Regions from separate parts of the Mus musculus genome. Here all the other regions are linked to region 2. The links are chromatin contacts, called in public HiChIP or PLAC-seq and promoter capture Hi-C maps. All regions are on one chromosome and are shown on one strand. The core of a region is the stretch at or near the end of the contact, and the rest is flanking DNA. Distances in the headings are between cores, read along the strand shown. Region 1 holds the start of Natd1 (N-acetyltransferase domain containing 1). Region 2 holds the start of B9d1os (a long non-coding RNA gene). Region 3 holds the start of Adora2b (adenosine A2b receptor).

Region 1 (3,860 bases), core at 357-2,856, 590 kb after region 2:
TGGAAGTGACGTCACCTGAGACTCACAGGTTTTAATCTTCCTTGTTCACAATTGCCTCCAGCTCTGACTCTGCCAACCAGGCTCCAGGCCCTCTATGATGGCTGGATCCCTTTCAGTCACTTTGCATATAATGACACACCTCCGCACTGCCTTCTGTTTACAAACGCTGTGACACAACACCCACTTGTTAAAAGGAAATTATTTGCTCAGAAAAGATTCTCTCAGTAGTATGTCTGACCCCCCAACCAAGCAATAAAAATGATTGGAAGAAGGCAAATAAAAGATTGGGGGGGGGGGTTACAGAGGAAAGTGTTCATTAAATGGGGACTAAATGGCCTGGCAGCCTGGGCAAAGGTTCAAGAGTCAGTCACTGCCACTAATGACAAAATGCCCACTGCAACTTACAGAACTCTCTGTGGCAATGTGAGGTCGTACACTTGGAAAAGGATCTTGCAGTTTTTCACAAAACAAAATATCCACTGGCTATAAAACTCGGCAGTATATTCCTGAGAGCTACCCTAAGGGAATGCTGGCCAGACGACATCCACAGCCTGTTACTCATAGCAGCTCCAAACCAAAACAACACAACAACCCATTAACACGTGATGGAAAACTGGTACCTGCTTCCTGGGAAATCTCTGACACACTGGTGAACATGATAGCAGCAACAACACAGCTGATGACAGGTGGAAGCGAAGAAACCAGATACGAAAAGGTAAATACTGTGTAGTTCTTAAGAAATAGGATGTTCTTAGGAAAAGCTGTTTAGTCAATAGCGCTAAAAGTCAGGGAGCATAGCTACTTCAAAAGGAAGAAATCAATTGGAAGGGAGCCCACGGAGATCTCCATTTAGCTGTAAAATGCTTCCTTGTTGGTCTGTCCCCCGCCTCTCCCCCACCCCCAGCCCCCGCCACGCACACAGACACACATTTTGTACAGGTTTGAAGTTACAGCCTTCAAGCATTCCACTGAGGTACTCAAACTTTAATGTCTGTGTGGTGGTCTCATAGATGTGGACATCAAATTTGCACGGTAATTAACAGAATATGATTCTGTGAACATCCATGGTCGGCAAGCTTTCCTAATACTGTACTTCTAGAGAAACACTGGCTCCTGGGTAGCTAGCTCCCTAGGGACCTCATATTTCTGGCTTTCTTTGGGAGGGGTGGCTTTTCACCCAGTCCCAAACATGCCTAGGGGTAATCTCTCAATATCAGCTACAGCTGCCCGAGTGGGTGGGCTGCATAGCTCCAGCCCGCACGATTCCAGCAGAGAGTAGGTTTGCCTGTCAACACCTTGCATTTGACGTTATCTATTGCCTCAGGCTTGCAGTGAGGCTAATGCCTAATATTAAATGGCTGTCGCGGGGAGGATCTAAATTACCCCATAGGTCATTGCGTGTTTTGCATATGGGTCCGTGTGGGTCCTAAAAGTCATTCTGGGGCATTCGGGAGGACAATCGGCGCCCTGGATGGACCAGCACATCATTGTTGAAGCCGCGAGCGAAACGGGCAGCGCGGTCTCTTTAAGAGACGCCAGGAATGTATCCAAACAGACAGTGCGCGCAGCGCACGTGACTCACAGCTGATTTCCGGCCCCGCCCCCTTCTCCGGCCCGCGCCGCCGAAGAGTCAGTTCGCTGCGGCCCGCGGTCCCCAGTGTCGGCGCGCGCGATGGCGCACGCTACCCCGCCGAGCGCACTGGAGCAGGGCGGCCCCATCCGCGTGGAGCACGACCGCCAACGCCGCCAGTTCTCCGTGCGCCTCAACGGTACCGAGCTGCCTTTGTTTGCGCGCGCGCGGGCGGGACGGGGCGGGACCTGCGGGCGGACGGACAGATGGATCCCGGGGCGGGAGGGCTCCCGAACCCCCCGACTGGCACCGCCGGAGCGCGTCTGCCCGGGCAGCCCGCACCTGCTAGCGCAGCCGGCCTCCGACATCGCGGACGGAGGGCTGCCACCCTGGGTCCCAGAGAGCAGGTCACTGGTGGCCTGCCACCCCCACCCCCCGGGTGTTCGGTTGCTTCCTGCCGCCGTGGAGGAGCCTGCAGGGGCCTGGGGCATAACCTAGGGAATATGTGGCCTGGAGGAGGAGGCGGGTAGGTGATTCTGAGACTTTGGCCAGTTTGTCTAGTCAATGTGTGCATCGGTCTCCCGGAATCTGCAATGGGGATAGCTGGAGTGCAAACCGCTTTGGATGAGATGCTGTGGCAGTAAAAGTTCAGAATGACACATTTGGTGCACAGCAAGTGCTGATAAACATAGATAAATGGCTACTTTTCAACAGATAGAGAAGTCAAAGCCTCATCTGTAGCGTTTGTACCAGCAGACCGACACTCCTCCCATTGATTCTAGGGCTGGAAAAGATTGTGGAATATGGGACCTTGAGCTCTCTGTAGCCCACTCCTCCCAGCTGGGCCCTCTGGGGAGACCCGACTTAGCCACTGCCCATATTATTTTGATTGGAAGGATGCACCACTTGAGTGTGGTCGGCCAGTAGGTAGGTTGTAAGCAGTCAAGCATACGCAGCCTATCCTGACTTCCTGAGCCAACCTTCTGTGACCTGCACTTGGAGGCCAGGTCTCCCGTTTGTGCCACCTAACCACCGTGGGGGCAGCTATCACTTCCTGTGTTGTGACATACCGCCCCACTTACAGATGAGTAAACTGAGGCTGGGAGTGCAGGAAATGGGACCTGCCCAGCTTTAACAAGACCAGAGGCATATTCAAATCAGGGCCCAGCTGCCCCTTGCCCTATTCTTTCCGTAGAGAAACAAGTCCTGCTGTCATGCTGATGGTAGCTCAGCTGACTGTGACACTTGGCCCTGATCCCTTGAGAGGCCTTATCTGAGGGTTTGTTTGTTTTTTGTTTCTTTTTTCTTCAGATCCTCTTTTCTGAAGTTTTCTTAGTTCCAGTGAGGCTTTTAGTTCCTGGGGACTGTGGAGGCACATCAGATCCATAAAGAGAAAGGCAGAAGCCTTAGGCTTCTCTCTCTTTCTTTCTTTCTTTCTTTCTTTCTTTCTTTCTTTCTTTCTTTCTTTCTTTCTTTCTTTCTTTCTTTCTCTCTCTCTTTCTTTTCCAAATGGGTCCAGTCAAAAGGACAGTACTCTTGAGAGCTGGCTATGAACAAATGATATCCTTAAACTTAACCGTTCTGCAATCTGCTGCCCCGTTGACAGAGAGACAGAATTGCTAGAGGCGGGCAACCTCGCCTCGGCTCCTCCTGTACAGCCTGGGCCAACAGTTTACTGAGTACCTACTATTTACCCAGGACTTGTAGGGCTGCCAGTCTAAAGAAGGAGATGGGTCTCAGATGAATTGCATAATATCTCATAAAACCAAGGCCTTGGGAGGCGTGGTCAGGCAGAAGGAAGGGTCTATTGGGGCAGAGCCACTGTTTGGCATTAAGTTCCAAGCAGGTGGTATTTAAGTAGAGACCTGAAAGAGACAAGAAACAGCTGTAGCTGTGAAGAAAGGCACTGTGTGAAAGAAACCTTTGAGAGCAAAGGCCCTGCAGTACCCATTGTGTGTTTCAGAGCAGCCAGGAGTGGTGCAGGCATAGAAGAGCGTGACAGGTAGGATAAGGCTAAGAGGTCAAGGAGGCAAATAATATAGGAACCAGAAATGTGAGCTTGGGTGTGGCTTCAACCTTCAGTGCTGTGGGGTCCTGAAATGCCTTGTAAAGAGGACAGATGCCATGGACCAGGAACCCTAAGGCTGTGCTGATGGGAAGCGCACTGTGGGGTATGACAGTGGGGAGCTGGGTGCTGCACAAGTCCAAGCAGTGTGATCAGGGGTGTGAAGAAACGTCTAAGTCCTGAGCATGTGTGACAGGAAACATGGAGGAAGTTTGTTGATTGGAG
Region 2 (4,082 bases), core at 24-2,523:
ATCATACTCTGGAAACTGAGAGAAAAAGTATACAGGATTCTGTCTAGAAAGGGCAAACTGGGCCCACACATTAGCTAGGCAGATGCAGTGGACAGGAATTAGGAACACGAGGCATCTGGGACTGAGGAGGTGGACATGGGTTTCAGGGCGGGCAGGGAATGGAAATCAGGAAGTCAGGCTTAGTCCCAGACTGCCAATACCCGTAGGTTATTTTGCTCAGGGTCTACTTTCTGTCTTGTCTTTCTCAGTCCACATGTGGTAGGCCCCTTGCCCATCTTTCAGAGTTCCCCTTCAGTCTCTAGCTGGCTTAAGGATCATTGCTTGGCTCCCTTCACTTCTCTGCATTTCTGCATGTGGGTACCTAATGTCTATCTGATAACCCTGTTAGACTGAAGAAGGAACAGGTTTCATGCCTCAGCGCATCTCCAGTGCTGGGCACAAATTAGCTCTACAGAAATGATGCTCACGTGAAACCCAGAAGCTACAGGGCCAAAGAACATGGCTAAAACTGAGGGTCCCGGAGAAAGGAAGGCCCAGGGCAGACGCCAAGGAAGGTGTCCAGAGTAAGCAGCCCAGACATCCTCTAATCGGATAGAGGAAAACAGGGAGGACGCAGTACCAATGAATGGGAAGGCAGGAACACCTACTGAGCTTCAGACTTGGCAGAACCTAAAGCATGTCAGCCAAACCTCAGAATATGTAGGAATAATGGGCATTTTCAACAAGCAGCCCAGAAGAATAATGTAGCAAAGTTCTGTCTCTTAGACGGACCGGGTCAAATCCCACCTTGGCCACTGCCTTCCGGTAAGTTCCCAGCTGTTAAATGGATCAGCTGAGTCTTCAGTCCCATTAGTCCTAGGCCACCACTCAACCAAGTAAACAGGATCCAAGTGGTACCAGCTGAACGCCTCGAGGTCTGTTTTCACTCAAGCTTGTCCGGTTCATCTACCTGGAGCCAAGGTTCTCAAATGCTGCTTCTCCTTTCCATTTATTTGAGATGCTCAGAGCATCTTGGCTTTCTAGGAGCTGAGCGAAGAGCCCGGGGAGAGAAACAGGCCGTCCCCGGGCGGAGTCCACGACTGCTTACCTGTGCGCTCTCTACCTGCCCGGTGATCATGAGCAGGAAGACGCTGGGACTTGCTGCAGCCATTGCACTGATGGGCCGGGAGACCGGCGCAGGCCGCGCGCTGTTGCCAGGAGGCTCTCGGTTGTCTTGGAAACAGACGGTAAGTCGTCTAGGACAAATTTCTCAAGCGGTGACGAGTTCGCTCAAAGGTAAGAGTGCGCAGGCGCAGTAGTCTTTATGGCTTTGGGCACTGTCCTCCGTGTCTGTCGCGCGGAACCTAACCCCCAGGGGCGGGTCCACGGACCCGCACTGTGTGACTTCACTCGTCTGGCCATGCTTGAAGCTCGCAGGCTGCAAAGCTGGATGTTGAGAAGAAGCAGCACCGGCACTCAGGCCCGCGGAAAGTCACGTGCTAGAGTTACCTCTCTCCAGGTGGTGTCGCTGTTGCCACACACAGCGACGGCAAAGACGCCATCGTTGGAAGGCTTGGTGCGCGGGAGTGGTCCAGCGGGCATCACCCAGCACATTGTCTCAGGTGAAGAATGCGCCCTTCAGCCCTATGAGGCTCTTGTCATCGAAACCCGGAGACTCCATTTGTCCAAGTCCCGCGTCCTGCATGAGAAGCTGGAGCCCACGGAACCAGTCACCCAATTTTGGAAAATCACTGGTAGCTCAGGGATGTCAGAGCTTGGTCCCAAGCCACCAGCATCCTTTTCGGTAGACACCATTGTTAGTGCTTGGATTCAACTGCACTTACTCTATCACTGTCCAATTCAAGGTGGCTTAATGCGAGCTTCTTGCCTTTAGATCCCCAGCTCGACTCTAGGGGCATTGAATGCCTGGTCCTCATTGCCCGGCCAGTGCAAAATATTTGGGAACTACTTCTTTAATAAATAAAATTGAACACATCTCAGTTTTCTGGAGGGCGTGACTGAAATCCAGACCTGGAAGGTAATTTAGCCATATTCGTTACAGGAATTTAGCTGCAGAATCAGACTTCACTTTCAGAGCTTATAAGGAAACATCAAAGAGCACATTAATGATGAGGGAGCCTGGAAACAAACGGATGCAGATGTGTATACTTTAGGGAGCTCAGCCTGCAGTAATGACACCAGGTCACGCTAACTGTTAGCTTGGAAGTCAGTTGGCGGGATTCCCAAAGCCACCTATGGGGAAGAGGAAAGGCATGTGGTCACAGCGTTCTAGGTGGGCCGAGGTGCAAGCATGTAAGAAATTCTTTTAGCTTAGAGCCAAGAGTCATACAAGCAGAGGCTCTAGGCCCCTCTCTCCTAGCCGGTGGCTGCCACTTGCTGTTCTTTACTGAAAGCGTTGGAAAGATACAGGCTACTGAAAGGAAGCCTTCTCAATCCCCAAATTACTCATTAGATAAGGCTTTTCTGTCCTAAACCAACAGGATGAGACATTTAGGAAGAGGTCTGTGCTGGCTAGTTTTTTTGTCAATTTGGCACAAGCCATAGTTATCTGAGAGGAGGGAACCAAGATTGAGAAAGCCTCCATGTGATTGGGCTTGTAAGCCTGTTGAACATTTTCTTAATTAGTGATTGGTGGAGAAGGGCCAGGCCCACTGTGGATGGTGCTACCCTAGGCTGGTGATCCTGAGTTCTATGAGAAAACAAACCTGGGGATGATTTCAGTCACTGGTACCTGTACTCTCTCAGGCCTTTTCTGTCCTGTAGGAGAATGTTCCCATCTAGTTACTAAAGGCATCCATAGCAGGAGATACCGTATGCTCCTGGTTTGGGCATATGAGTGAAGCCATAAGTCTTCATCAAGGAACCCTCATTTTATAAAATGTTTCATTCTCCTTATCACTGCAGAGGTAAGATAATGAAAAGCATCCCCAGGCTCTCACCCAGCAGCTGTAGAGTGCTCGAGGACCCTGGTAGATGTTCTGGTGAGTTTTATGTCAATTTGACAAAAGCTAGGGTCATCAGAGAGACAGGAGTCTCAGTTAAGAAAATGCCTCCTGGGGGCTGGTGAGATGGCTCAGTGGGTAAGAGCACCTGACTGCTCTTCCGAAGGTCTGAAGTTCAAATCCCAGCAACCACATGGTGGCTCACAACCACCCATAATGAGATCTGATGCCCTCTTCTGGTGTGTCTGAAGACAGCTACAGTGTACTTACATGTAATAAATAAATAAATAAATAAATAAAAGTGTGTGTGCACCACCAATATCTGGCTGATATTGTTTAAAAAAAAAAAAGAAAAAAGAAAATGCCTCCTTAAGATTGGGCTGTAGGTGAGCCTGTGGGGCATTTTCCTAATTACTGATTGATGTGGGAGGGCCCAGCCCACTGTGAGCTGAGTCCATTCCAAGGCTGATGATTCTAACTTCAGTAAAAAGCAGCAGATCCCTTCACCCCATGGCCTCTTCATCAGTTCCTGCCTCTATGTCCGGCCCTGTTAGAGATCCTATCCTGACTTCCTTTGTTGATGAACCATGATGGGAGTGTAAGCTGAATAAATCTTTCTTTCTCAACTTGCTTTGGTCATTGTGTTTCATCACAGCAATAGTAACTAAGACAAGTTGGTACCAGGAGAGTGGGGCATGGCTGACAGACCTGACCATGTTGTTTTCGGGAGGACTGTGGAGAGACTTTGGAGCTTTGGGTTTGAAGAGCCATTGAGCGTTGAGAGCTCAGTGAGCTGGTCTGTAGGAAGATAAGAACGTTGAGAGCAGTTCAGATGATGGAGGCCTGGCTTGTGACGTTCCAGAGGGAAGCAAAGACTCCACTGGGCCTTCTGTGTGCAGAATCTGTGGTGTCTGGTCAGCTGGGCTGAAGAATCGGCTGTGATTGACAAGAGACCAGACACGCTGAAGTGAAACCTTTGCTTGGCTGGGACAATGGATGCTGCTCAGCTGGAGATAAATTAGCCGTGACTAAGAAGAGACCAGCGTCACTGAGGTGGAATCTCCTGGGAAGTGTTTCCTGAGTCAGCACACAAGCTGTTCCAGAGGTGGCCCGGGTTGTACCTCATGTTATGTTAGCACC
Region 3 (4,030 bases), core at 179-2,678, 740 kb before region 2:
AAGAGATCCAAAGCTCACTTCAGAAATGCTAAAGGGCCCAGGCACTACCAAGGAGCAGCAAACTCAACTTTAAATTTATTAGCTACAAGTGGAAGCCACTTCCCCAACTGACTGACTCCCTGCCCTGGATCCTGTTTTCCCATCATGGAATAAGGAGAAAGTGATTTAGGTATACTCTGAGAGCCAGCGAACAGGGAGCCCTCACCAGTTTTCTGGGCCTCTTCAGGCTCCTGGGCACTGCAGCAGTATACAAATAAGGTTACACAATGGGCTAGAGGCTCTAAGACTGTCTTGTCAGTGTTCACTGAACCAGTAAGCACAGTAGCTCTTTAAAATGTCTGGGAATACTTTGAGCCACCGCGAAGCTAGTAGGGACCAATGTTCCTAGAGTTTCCCATCAGAGTTGAGCCTGGCTGCCTCATTTCGAAGTAGGCACATTTTAAAGCTGTGTCGTTAGACCCTATGACCCTTCTAAAAGTACCAATTCCAGCGTCTAAAGTTGCCTCGTTCTTAGCTGAAGCTTCTCCGCGCCCTTTCCGCACAGGACTGCATCTGGCAGCAGCTTTGATCTGCATGCCCGACTCCGGGCAGCAGCTCTGTCTCTCCAGAGGGCCGGGAACGTCCACAAAACTTAAGGAATCTAGAGCTTCCTGAGCCCTTCCTTGGCAGGTAACTCGTCGGACGAGCACTTCTCAACGCCCCTAAGGGTGTTCTTATGCAGATTCCCTAAACTAGGGGCAATTAGAGCATCCCTGACTCCAAAAGGGGACCCAGTCAGTGGCCTGTTCTGTCAACCCAGGAGAGTCTTGATAGCCGGCAGAACAAGCGTGCTGGAGAAAGTGCGTCCTCCACTCCAGTGCCCAGCGTGCTCCTAATCTGGCCCATCTGGGAGTCCAGAAAGTAAAACCGTGGGCCTGGAGAGGGCGCCCCTCTTTAGAACTTTAACCCGGCCAAGGCAAGAAAGATTCGTCTCACCTGAGCGGGACGCGAATGGCCAGATATCGGTCGACAGCCACCGCCAAGAGGCTAAAGATGGAGCTCTGTGTGAGCACCAGCACGAAGCAGGCGAGGAAGAGGCAGCCGTGGAAGTCCGTGCAGAAGCCCAAGCTGATGGTGATGGCAAAGGGGATGGCGAAGAGTCCCACGGCCACGTCTGCCGTCGCCAGGGATACCAGAAAGTAGTTGGTGGGGGTCTGTAATGCACTCGAGGCTCCCACCGCGGCGCACACCAGCACGTTGCCCGCCACCGCCAGCGCAGCGATAACCAGCTCCAGCGCCACGTACAGCGCGTCTTGCGTCTCTAGCTGCATGGCCGGGCCAGCCGGGCCCGGGGAGTCCTCTACTGGGGTAGTGTCGGGCTCAGGACAGCTGCTAGGGTGCCGCCAGGCATGGCCACAGCGCTGAGACCGCGCGTCCCAAGCTGGGTCTGCGCCGCCCAGCCAGTGCGCTCCGGACGGGGGCGGGGGCGTGGCCTTACGGGGGCGGCGCCCATTGGCCGGCTGCCAGGAGCCGGTCTTGGCCCCGCCCCCTGCCTAGGGTCCTTGCTCCAGCTGCTCCTGAGCTCGGGGAAGGATGGGTTCCCGAATTTCCCTCGGGCGGGAGAGGGACACATTCAGGAAAGACACCTCGAAGCTTCACCACTTCCCGCCCGAGCGCGAAGTCCCAGACTTCACCCTGTCCCGCGCCCGATCTGCACACTCTGAACTGACGCCCCTGCAAGGTGTCCATACTCCCCAGCACCGGAGCTGCACCCCAGGTCCGGGCCCGGGCTTCCTCTCAGTGCTGCATTCTCCGCGCGGCCCCTAATCCACCCGATCCCGTGGTCTCCGCTGCCCCGCCAGGGTGCTCGCCGGCTCAGCCCTGCGCTCTCCAGCCCACTTATCCAAGACCGGCTTCCGCTCACTTGCGGCGCCGCCTCTTCCCAGACACTGCCGCCTTCATCCACTCCAAGAAGGGTGCTGAGCGCCCACACCTGTGGGTGATCTGTCCTTCCTGCCACCTGTAAGAAGCCCCCAGCGCCCTCCACCGCCTTCAACTCCACACTTCTCTCCTAGCGAGCCCTGGCTGCTCCTTGGCGTTTGGAGTCCTTAATCCTTCTAGAACACAGCTTCTGCCCCGCGGAAGCTGCTACCTGTAGTCACCAGCCAGGATGGTTAAGGAGTTTGTCAACACAACAAAGATGACTGAAAAAAAAAAGATTAAGCTGAACTAAAACACGGGTGACCTCTAAACAGCTTCTTTGAAGAATAACGGGTTTTTTCTTGGGGTTTTTTTTTTGGTTTTTCGAGACAGGGTTTCTCCGTGTAGCCTTGGCTGTCCTGGAACTCACTTTGTAGACCAGGCTGGCCTCGAACTCAGAAATCTGCCTGCTTCTGTCTCCCAAGTGGTGGGATTAAAGGCGTGCGCCACCACGCCGGGCTGATTTTTTTTTTTTTTTTTTTTAATGTTGTGGCTGGATTAGCTCTCTCTGAGTATGAGTATGGGCGTGGGGGAGGGGAAAAGTGCGTTGAATTACACTTTCTGCATGGCTGTATGATATATATAAAGTACATTTCAGGGTTAGCTGTAATATTAACAGCAAATCCCCCACGAGCCCACTCATAGCATAGACAAAATCACCAAAGCACACAGAGTACATGTTCTATCTGGGTATTTTAAGGGTTTGGTTTTTTTTTTTTTTTTTTTTTTTGTTTATTTGTTTGGTTTTTTTGTTTTTTGTTTTTTTGGATTTTTGGTGTTTTTTTTGGGGGGTGTTTTGTTTTGTTTTTGTTTTTGTTTTTGTTTTTTTCTAGACAGGGTTTCTCTGTATAGCTCTGGCTGTCCTGGAACTCGCTTTGTAAACCAGGCTGGCCTCGAACTCAGAAATCTGCCTGCCTCTGCCACCCAAGTGCACCACCACGCCCGTCTTTTTTTCTATTTTCTGTGTTGAGAAAAAAAAAAAAAACCTTATTTAAAAAAATACCTTACTATTTATATGTTTTCCACAAAATATTGGCCCTGGTCACCTGAGTTTTGATAGCATCTGCTTCACCTTCACGAAGAACCTGACACTGGCTTCTGCCTCTTAACACAGATGACAAGCTGGAACCTCAGAGAGGTCAGATAACGGGTACACGACTTGAAATGGGAAGAGGAAAGAGAGGCTTCTAGGAGTGAGCTGCAAAGTGGGCGTTTGGCAGTGATCACTATGGCGCATGGAGCTGAATGGGGCAGAGGTGGGGGAAGGGCTTGCCGCCAACAGCCATGGCCAGGAGAGGAGAGAAAAGAAAGCGTTTCCCACTAGGATAGAATGCCAGGGAAGCTGTGGTGCCAGCCCCAGGGGATCGCCAAGCAAGGACCAGAACTTTAGGAACGCGCATGAGCATTTTCTGGACCCAGATGTCCATGTCCCCTATGGAGCCTACCCACCCTTCCTCAGCAGACCTCACCAGAAAGAAAGCTGTGCCCAGTCTACAAGTCTGCTGTGTTCCATGTTAACAGTCACCTGCCAGCAAAGCTTCCCTCCTCTCTGCCCACTCCCACATATCTATCCTCAAGTGCCCCTTGACTCACCAACCATCTCTACCTTTCCACAAGTTTCATCTGAAATGAGCTTCTTCCAACCCAGGGTCATGCTAGGATTTGAACTAGACTCACGGGGCCCATGAGGTGGCAGAAGTTAGTGGTTATGGAATGTCATTTGGCAAACAAGAGTGAACACAGGAGGGAGTCATGGGGATCTTGTCTTGAGAGGAATGGAACCCATTGAGAGACCCTGTATCAAAAATCACGACGTGGGGGTGGTGGGGTGGTGGTGGTGGTGACAGGAATAGCACCAGCATCGACTTCGACTTAAAGAATCAATAAAATCTGTCTCATTTTTTAATCTTTTTTTTTTTTTTTTGAGACAGGATCTATGTAGCCCAGGCTAGTCAAAGACATATATTATATTATATTATATTATATTATATTATATTATATTATATTATATTATATTATATTATAGCTGAGAAGGACCTTGAACTAACTCCTGATCATCTTGATTCAGAAC

What was found. Promoter capture Hi-C pulls out the DNA fragments that hold promoters and counts their contacts. HiChIP or PLAC-seq counts read pairs in DNA pulled down with a chosen protein or histone mark.
Region 1: a contact with region 2 is called in an H3K27ac HiChIP or PLAC-seq map of microglia, with 9 times the contacts expected there. The contact joins the promoter of Natd1 here to the promoter of B9d1os in region 2. A contact is called at or near these places in 10 of 39 promoter capture datasets (the C10 cell line, the SN4741 cell line, cranial neural crest and 6 more), 3 of 484 Hi-C or Micro-C datasets (CD4 T cells and cortical neurons), 14 of 115 datasets of contacts at active chromatin or transcription factors (astrocytes, embryonic forebrain, embryonic hindbrain and 10 more) and 2 of 9 other capture datasets (adipose tissue and liver).
Region 3: a contact with region 2 is called in a promoter capture Hi-C map of cranial neural crest. The contact joins the promoter of Adora2b here to the promoter of B9d1os in region 2. A contact is called at or near these places in 1 of 39 promoter capture datasets (cranial neural crest) and 1 of 115 datasets of contacts at active chromatin or transcription factors (bone marrow-derived macrophages).

The regions. Positions count from the first base shown.
Region 1 is chr11:60,911,538-60,915,397 of GRCm38.p6, reverse strand. Natd1 (N-acetyltransferase domain containing 1) reads left to right here and starts at 1,606. Exons shown (of 3, transcript NM_025294.5): 1 at 1,606-1,769. The coding sequence starts at 1,673.
Region 2 is chr11:61,502,277-61,506,358 of GRCm38.p6, reverse strand. It overlaps B9d1os (a long non-coding RNA gene), which reads left to right and starts at 1,273. Exons shown (of 1, transcript XR_141098.4): 1 at 1,273-1,974. B9d1 (B9 protein domain 1) reads right to left here and starts at 1,215. Exons shown (of 7, transcript NM_013717.3): 1 at 1,088-1,215; 2 at 1-15. The coding sequence starts at 1,150.
Region 3 is chr11:62,246,382-62,250,411 of GRCm38.p6, reverse strand. It overlaps Adora2b (adenosine A2b receptor), which reads right to left and starts at 1,428. Exons shown (of 2, transcript NM_007413.4): 1 at 976-1,428. The coding sequence starts at 1,310.